Regions from separate parts of the Mus musculus genome. Here region 2 is linked to region 1. The links are chromatin contacts, called in public promoter capture Hi-C maps. All regions are on one chromosome and are shown on one strand. The core of a region is the stretch at or near the end of the contact, and the rest is flanking DNA. Distances in the headings are between cores, read along the strand shown. Region 1 holds the start of Tenm4 (teneurin transmembrane protein 4). Region 2 holds the start of Kctd21 (potassium channel tetramerisation domain containing 21).

Region 1 (4,020 bases), core at 558-3,057:
AGGCTAGCTTGAAACAAACTAAGAGCCTTCTAATTGCACACAGAGTATCCACACAAAGGCACGCAAGCCCAGGGAGGTGGCATATGGGTTAGAAATGAAGGTGTGAGTCTCAATTAAATATCTTGAAAATATTTATATTTTTATCTAGTGTGGTTTCTAACTACAAGACTTGTAGTCACAGGTAGAACTCTTGTTGGTAGCTTGTGAGGTTTCAAACTCTGACCTTCTGAGAGCTCTCTGTCCAGTTTCTTTGGCATCATCCCCAGTCAGTCAAAGATTCTCAGTCATAAAGCAACGTCAAGTACCTACGAAGAGGGCAAAAGACCTGTCTATTCCTACACCCTCACTTTATTCCTGTGTCAAACTGGGTAATACTAGTGTCCCATAATACACTTCTACCCATGGGAGGTGGCTCCTGAAACCTGGAAGTTATGCAGACTCCAGTTTCACTCAAGTTTTGGATAACTTTAGTCTCCTTTCCTGCTACATGCTTCCCCCGGGGTCACCCCCATCTGTAACAGAAGCTTGATATTACAGAGATCCATAAATTAAAGTGGAGCAAAAGAACTCAGAAGAGACTGGAGCATCAAGACTCCCATGTGCAGCTAAGTGCAGCTGCTGAGATGCAGTGCTGGCCACTCAGCCCAGCCTTCACCACCCTGTCCCTTTCTGTCACTAGACACACACCAGGAAGATGGAGGGCGGTAGGAAACAGAGGTTTGACCTTTCCATCCAGTCCCATGGCTGCACTTTGGGACCTTGCCATCCCCTTGGAGTTTGCTAGAATTGGCGAGAGAACAGTCCTTGACTCAAACAACTGAGAAATATACTTAACACCACATTGATTTTCCATATAATTTTATAAGCACAAACATTCTCTTTCATTTCCTGACAAACAGCTATATTCCCCAAAGTGTCCAATAAAAATCAGTAATTTGCACATCACTGTCTTTCTCAGAGGCTGCTGTTTAGAGTTAGTCATCAAGGCCAAGGTTCTGCCTCTTCCACCCCCTCCCCAAACAAAGCAAAACCTTTTGATGCTTGGTGGCCGGCTTTATAGACTTCCTGATGCCTGGGAAGAGTGCTTACTCTGCACACAGTGAAGGAAGTCGCCACACATCCACACAGCTCTGCCCCCCAACTCTGCCACTGCAGGGCCTGCTCAGGATCCCCTACCTGCTCCCCACAGCTATGAGGGAGAGTAACGCCTTCCTGCATGTGTCAAAGTAGAGTGATTAATTCAATGACTGACAAACGCCCGAGGCTAAATGGGCACCCAGTCCTAGGTGGCAGCGATTACTCAAAAGTTGCATCATAGAACAAGCAATGACAAGATTGAAGACTGGAAGCAAGCAGTTTTTCATTCCAGGAATCTACATGCCGTGCCCGTGCCCTCTCACCCAGGGACTGAAACACATAGGGTCTTCCTCCTTCCACTTTGTGGTTTCTAACTTCAACCATATCCTTTTCCCCAGCCAGCCCCTCCCCATCCAAGACGCAGCCAGGTTGCTGCAGGGGGCGGGAACAGCAGAGAAACAGAAAAGTATAGATTCTTACCCAGAAGTCAGGTCTTCTCAGGTCCTGGGGATGCACAGTTCTCAGGAGACAGGGCACCGGGGTTGCCAAGGGAACCTGAAATACTAGTTTGCCACAATCCTGCAGGAATTACGTCCCAGGGGTGAGTAGGGACGCGTCAGTCATTCAAAACTGCTGAAGTTCAGAGTCTGAGGAAGAGAAAAGGAAGCACAGAGAAAGAATGTCTCTTAGTGGCCCGGTGTCAAGTGGAGGAGTCCAGATTCGGGGCTCTTCCCATCCCCACCCGATGCTGGTTGTCAGGGAGCGTGTGTGCTTGCTTCATGTTTTGTGCTGGTGTTTTCGTTTCTTTTTCCCTGAGCCCTGGCACTGGGGAGCGTGGAATGGCTCAACCTGTTGTAATCAAACATGTGGGTTGCTGCTTGTTGCAAAGATATTGCAGCAGCCTCTTCATTACAAGAGGCTGTTCTTGGATGGAAAGAATTAATTTCCTTGCCTGTGGGTGCCTGCTTGGGCTCCAGGACGTGGATGGAGCAGAGTGCTGAGACTGGGAACTGAGACACTGGGCACAGCGTTCCTGGTCATATGCCCCTGGTTTCCACTGTCTTGACTGTAGGAGACTCCTGCCAGATGCATCCTTTGTGTGCAGGTGGGACTCAACCCCAGATTTGAAACTACAACTTTAAAGCTGATTCCTGGAAACTCATTGGTCCGAGTACCTCAGGCTTTCTCATCACAGGGCACTGTGGGTGGGACTGTCCTTGGAAAATAGGGAAGGCATCCATGCCCCCAATCTGTTGGCTCCTTCCCTCATTCATTCATTCATTCATTCATTCCTTCATTCCTGCATGTGTGAATTTATCAGTCTGTTCTGTACTCACCATTCATCCTTGCACTAATTGCTTTATTTATTAATTTATTTATTAATTTATGTTCCCTTACATATTCATCCTCCCATTTGGTATTCACATACATTTTTATTCACTCACTGACTGACACGTTCAATTGTATTATTATTTGTCAAGATTCATTTATTCACCTATTTGTCATTTCATGTAATCTATAGACTTGCCAAACATGCACACATTCATTTTTTTCATGTATGAAGCATTTACTTTTATTTCCCATATTCACCCATGCATCAATCCATCCATCCAAACATCCCATAAATCATTTTAAATTCACTGATTCATAGATTTGTTGTCTGAGATGTAAATGTTCATCTATTTATGCACAAGTTCCTGCAATTCTTCATCTTCTGAAGATACATCCTAAGTCCTATGATATGCTGAGAAAAAAGAATGACAGCATACCAGTTGGTAGTCCTGAAAACATATTAGGGATATATATGCAATAACAATGAATGAAAAGGAGGCCATGAATTTGAGCCAGAGCAGGGACAGTTATATGAGGGGGAGGGGGTGTGGAAGGAGGAAATGGAAAAGGGAATTATAATTGCAATTAAAATATGATTTCAAAAATCAACGATAGCAAAAGAGTGAACCCCTGAACAGAGAGTGGATGACAGTAGACACAGCTACAAGGAACTAGACTTCAACACAAGGAGGAAGATGAGGGATTCCAGGATCAAAGAGGATGTGAGAAAAATTTGTATGGAGATCTGAGGGACTTCCCCTGTCTCCCAGGGAAAGAGTGTTGAACTTGGGTTTAATCTTATAGAGCATCAGCCTTGAATCTAGTGTAGTTCAGCCAGTGTGGCTTTTCACTAGTTAACCACCCTCTCTGAATCTGTCTCATCTGTAGAATGGGCATGAATTGGCCTGAGGCTGTGGCTCAGGTGGTAGTGTGTTTATCTAGCACACACAAAGCTCTGACTCACAGAAATGGGTAGTGGTAGCTCATGCCCATAAGATCTGTAGAACTCTGAAGTTGGAGGTTGTCCTTGGGTATGGGTTTGAGTCCTGCCAGGGGAATATGAGACCTTGTCTCAATTGAAAAGATATAAAATAAAATAAAATAAAATAAAATAGGAGGAAATCTGCCCACTCTTTCCTCTGAGTGGCTGGGGAGACTAAATGGGGTCACTGATGTCAAAAGTCTGGCAAGACTAAAAGCAGTGCTCTGTAAATGTTTGTCTTCTCCCTCCTTCCTCTTCAGATTTCTTTCCTAAACCCCTGTCAGCAAATTTCCCTTTCCTTCTCTGAAAAAGGTAGGGAGAGAGGCAAAGGTGCTGCTCCCCGGGAGTTGCCCCAGGGACCCCCAGGGACCAGAGGAGCCAGAAGTTAGTCTCCCAAAGGTTTCTAGCCCCTGGGGGGGGGGGCTGGAGAAATGCCCAGGGAGACTGTCAAATAGTCTTTCAGATGTAAAAATCTGCCAAGTGAATCAGCCAAAGAAATCAATTACCATAGGATTTGCACAAACCCTCTGCACTGGGTGAAAGGGGAGGGTGGATTGTATTAGGAACTGAGCAAGATCTGGGCTTGGCAGCCCCTTTGGGAGGGAGTGGCAGGGGGAGGGGCAGGGTTC
Region 2 (4,020 bases), core at 654-3,153, 1.2 Mb before region 1:
TTCCTCTGCAACTTGACTTCTAGCCTCCCCTTGGCCAGGATTTTGAAGGAAAAATCTCATCAGGCTGCCAAGCCTCACCTGTAGCACCCACACCATCCTTTTTGACTCAAAGCACTTTATGCTCAGTACTTAGCACAGTACTTTATGCTCAGTACTTAGCACAGTTAACCTAAGTAGGAGCCTGGCTTCCCTGCTGAAGAAATCCCTTGCTATCCCCAGAAACTGGGGCTGGGCAGGGAGTAGGGAAGACATTTTTTTTTTTTTTTTTTAACTTTGTTTAGTTAGACCTATCTTCACCTTCCCGGACTTGTGCACCAACAGGACTATTTATGTCCCTGTTTTGGAGATAAACACTTTAAAACTTTTCATTTTGAAAATACTCCCTTGAATTTTCACTTTGGAATCAAATGTGTAGGACAATGTCTAATTGGCTGTCATGCTGCCAAGGCCATGGTGGCTTCCACTGTGCAGGGGAAGGGACAGAGCACCGGGTTCAAGTGAGTGACGACTGCCGATCACCTAGCAGCTTCCCAGCCTTACCCAGGGTGATCTCCAGGATAGGGCTTTGGCCCAGAGCTCTGCAGACTTCCCCTTCATCCTTTCACACCCAACAGCTGACGGCCACCTTGCCCTGTCCTATCTCTGAGAGGCCTACAGGCTGCTCCCCTCAGTTCACACAAGGGGCACTGGGATTTGTGCCCATCAGGGCGGGGTGGGGGTGGGCTGGAAGAAGAGACCACCCAACCTGAGGCATTTCCTTGCTTGCACAGAAATGCTTTGTTGAAGATGGTCCCAACACCATCCCTCAACCGCAGGCAGAACTTTCCCTAGCCACCCTGGCTCATCTTGTGGTTTTCCTCAGGCACCCACACCTCCTTTCAGCTTTCTCTTCCTGTGGCCTTCCCACTCCTCCCAACAGTGATAACTGTAAACAAAGGGCTTTCAAATAGCTCCAGCCTGAAGACACCATAGAAGGGTTGCCTTGTAGCTGGGCATTGAAAGTGCTAGGGCACAGGTCCTGGAGCACAACTTTGGATGGGTGGGGCATTGGATTGCCTTGTAGCTGGGCATTGAAAGTGCTAGGGCACAGGTCCTGGAGCACAACTTTGGATGGGTGGGGCATTGGGTTGCCTTGTAGCTGGGCATTGAAAGTGCTAGGGCACAGGTCCTGGAGCACAACTTTGGATGGGTGGGGCATCACAATGCTTGCTTCTTTCCTGTCACCCCAGACCAAACCTCTGTTTCCCCTGTGGGCAGAGAAAGGCAGGGTCTTTGAAGGCTTTTGGGGGCAAGTCACTTATCAGGTGTGTTGCTCAACTGGAAACAGTTATCACGGTGAGGCCTTGGCGGGATGTGAGTAGAATGAGTATGTGTGTGACGCACTGAGCTCCAGGGATGGGCTCTTTATTTCTAGTCACATGGAAAGAATGGTGCTGTGTACATCCACACGCCCTGGGTTCACTAGAGCTGGGAGGGGTCCCTGTCATCCCTGTGGTCCGCCTCGCGCTCGCCCACCTAACCCAGCACCCACTCCTCAGCTCTGGAACCGGTCCCTTCTGATCAAACAAGAGGTCCCCTTCTCACCTAGAGACTCGGCTCCTCTTCCTAACCCACCAAAGGCTCCTCCCACAGCGCATCCCTTTCTCCAGCCCCGCCCCTCAGGTGGTTCGGTCTACCCCCTCACCCCGAAACGCGCCCCTCCCCCGCGGCCACGGGCGGGGCTACCCCATTTCACAGATGAGAACAGCGAGGCTGCGACAGATGACCTTTCACGGCAGGACAGGTGCCCGGAAAGACATGTATGCGTCCGCTGGGTCCAGAGCCCTCCCCGAAACCCCTGCGCACCGCACCCACCTCCTGCCCTCGCTCGGCAGCCTCCCCTCCAGCCAGCGCAGCTTCGCTAGGGGGTGGGCCGGGCTGGGGCAGGGGCGGGTCGTCCCGGGCCGCGCGCTGGCCGCCGGGACTTGTAGTCCCCTCTGCGTTCCTTCCTGTGCCGCGTGCCGGGCCCGGACTCCACCTCCCAGGAGGCTACGCGGAGAGCCAGCCCCCTACTGGCCCGCCCCGCCGGCACTGGGACCAGCTGGCCTTAAAGGGGACGCGGCCCGACTGGGAGCTCGCAGGGTAACCCCCGCTGTGGCTCCGCCCCGTTTCCCCGCACCTCACCCCTCTCCCAGTTCCGTCCCGCAGCTCTGAGACCGCGCAGTTGCACTGCCCAGGTCCATCTAGGGTTGTGCGGAGCGGGGTGGGTGGAGTTGGACATCACAAAGTAGCAGCAGCATCCCTGCGGTCTGGGACCCCTCGGTAGGGGAGCGGAGGACCCGCCCTGACCTCGACTGGCCCAGCCTAGTCTAGTCCGGCCCATGCGCCCCGCCCAGGAGTGGGTTCTAAGGTAAGGCCCTCTGAAGTCTAGGAGTTAAGGGGGCTTTGGGTGTTTGAGTGCTCATGTCGGGGGGCGGGGGCAGTGTCTGCACTCTTGACATTTCGAGTGCTCCTTACTTATCTTTAGGACTCTGAGAGCACGAGATTGGAAGGTGGGGGATCTAGGTGCTTCTGGGCCTTTGCTGTGTGACCTTGGCCTTCTAACTGCCCCTCTCTGAGCCTTAACCATCTCCTTCATCAACTGAGTAGTTCCAGCTTCTGTACCTCTCAGTCCTGAGAGCAGCCACAACTAGAACCATGACGCCTGGCAATCTTTTTGCGGAGAACCCCCAGTCTGGGCTAAACAGGCGTAAGGAAGGAAGAGAGGGGGCCCAACTGGAGTAGACACTGAGGATCCAGAGGCAGTCTGATCATCTTTGTCCTGGAGTCCGGGGGCCTTGACATCGCTTGCAGATTGCAGAACTGAAGCTTAAGCGCCTGTCCTCCCTCAGAGAAAGTCTGGGCTGGGAGTGGGGGCTGGGTTAGCAGAGGTTAGTGAGTGGTGGCTCTGTAATCAGGGGCGAGTGTGGACAGTCCCAGAGGGGACTTCTCTTCATCTTCTCTTCCATCTCTCTAATTCCTCTTCAGTAACAGGGTTGTTCTTGCCTGTCACTAGCAAAGCCCTCACTCCTGTCTTTCCAGGACCCAGCCTGGGGCTGGTCGAGGCCTCCTAGGGGGAAGGGTGCCATGCTAGGGTTGCCTTGGTAAGACACTGAGTTAAAACACATTCTGCTGCCAAGAGACCCGAGTGAACCCTGGCGTCCATAGGAGTCAGGGTGTGGGGGCATGAATGTGAGGGGCTGAGAGGACAGCAGATGAACCCCCTCCTCCCCAACGCAGGGCAGGGACCTGCAGACCCTCCCTCCTCCCCTTTGAGGAGATCTGGGAACAGCAGATCCAGGGGCTAACCAGGAGCTGGGGTTTCTTATTGTTTTTTCTGCCTTGTTTGTATGGGCCATTTCTGGAATGGCTGAGTCTTCTTTGGCCTCTGTGAGGTATCTCGCAGATGTTCAAGGGTCATGGATATTAGAGTCCAGGCCCAGGCTGAGGAGGGACAGGGACTGGCCTCAAGGTAACTCTGTCTCTGGATACTACTTTTCTGGTCACATCTTTGATTTTTATCTCGTTTTGTTACCAAATGTCTCTCATCAATATCTAGGCACACCTAGATACATGGCCACCTCTGCCCCTGGGCACACTATCATCCTGGGCGCTGTGTACAGAACAGGATTGGATCTACTTCCTCCAGAGTCAGACCCTAGCCAGGTAGGAGAGAGAGCGTGCTGGAGCAAGTTAGACTGCAGAGGATGAAGGAGCCAAGGCGGCCTGGGAACCGGAGCTTAGAGACTCGCTCTGTGGAGGGACAGGGAATGGCTTGTGAACTGGGCATTGCAGGATGAGTCAGAATTAGCCAGGAAAGAAGAGGCAAGCCCTTTCCCATAGAGAGGACAGAAACAAAACAAAACAAAACAAAACAGCCTTTCTCCAATTTCCATCTATGCCTAATATCAGTGTGGTGTCACATAGACAGCCCAAGTGGCAGGCTTTCGAGTATGGGCTTTGACTGAGGGGCCTAGTGGCCTTGAGGGTCTGAGTAGCCAG

Evidence for each region. Promoter capture Hi-C pulls out the DNA fragments that hold promoters and counts their contacts.
Region 2: a contact with region 1 is called in a promoter capture Hi-C map of 3T3-L1-derived adipocytes, with 2.9 times the contacts expected there. The contact joins the promoter of Kctd21 here to the promoter of Tenm4 in region 1. A contact is called at or near these places in 5 of 39 promoter capture datasets (the 3T3-L1 cell line, 3T3-L1-derived adipocytes, embryonic stem cells and 2 more).

The regions. Positions count from the first base shown.
Region 1 is chr7:96,169,031-96,173,050 of GRCm38.p6, reverse strand. It overlaps Tenm4 (teneurin transmembrane protein 4), which reads right to left and starts at 1,807. Exons shown (of 33, transcript NM_001310762.1): 1 at 1,558-1,807.
Region 2 is chr7:97,330,206-97,334,225 of GRCm38.p6, reverse strand. Kctd21 (potassium channel tetramerisation domain containing 21) reads right to left here and starts at 1,903. Exons shown (of 2, transcript NM_001039039.3): 1 at 1,855-1,903. It overlaps Usp35 (ubiquitin specific peptidase 35), which reads left to right and starts at 2,117. Exons shown (of 11, transcript NM_001177412.2): 1 at 2,117-2,389.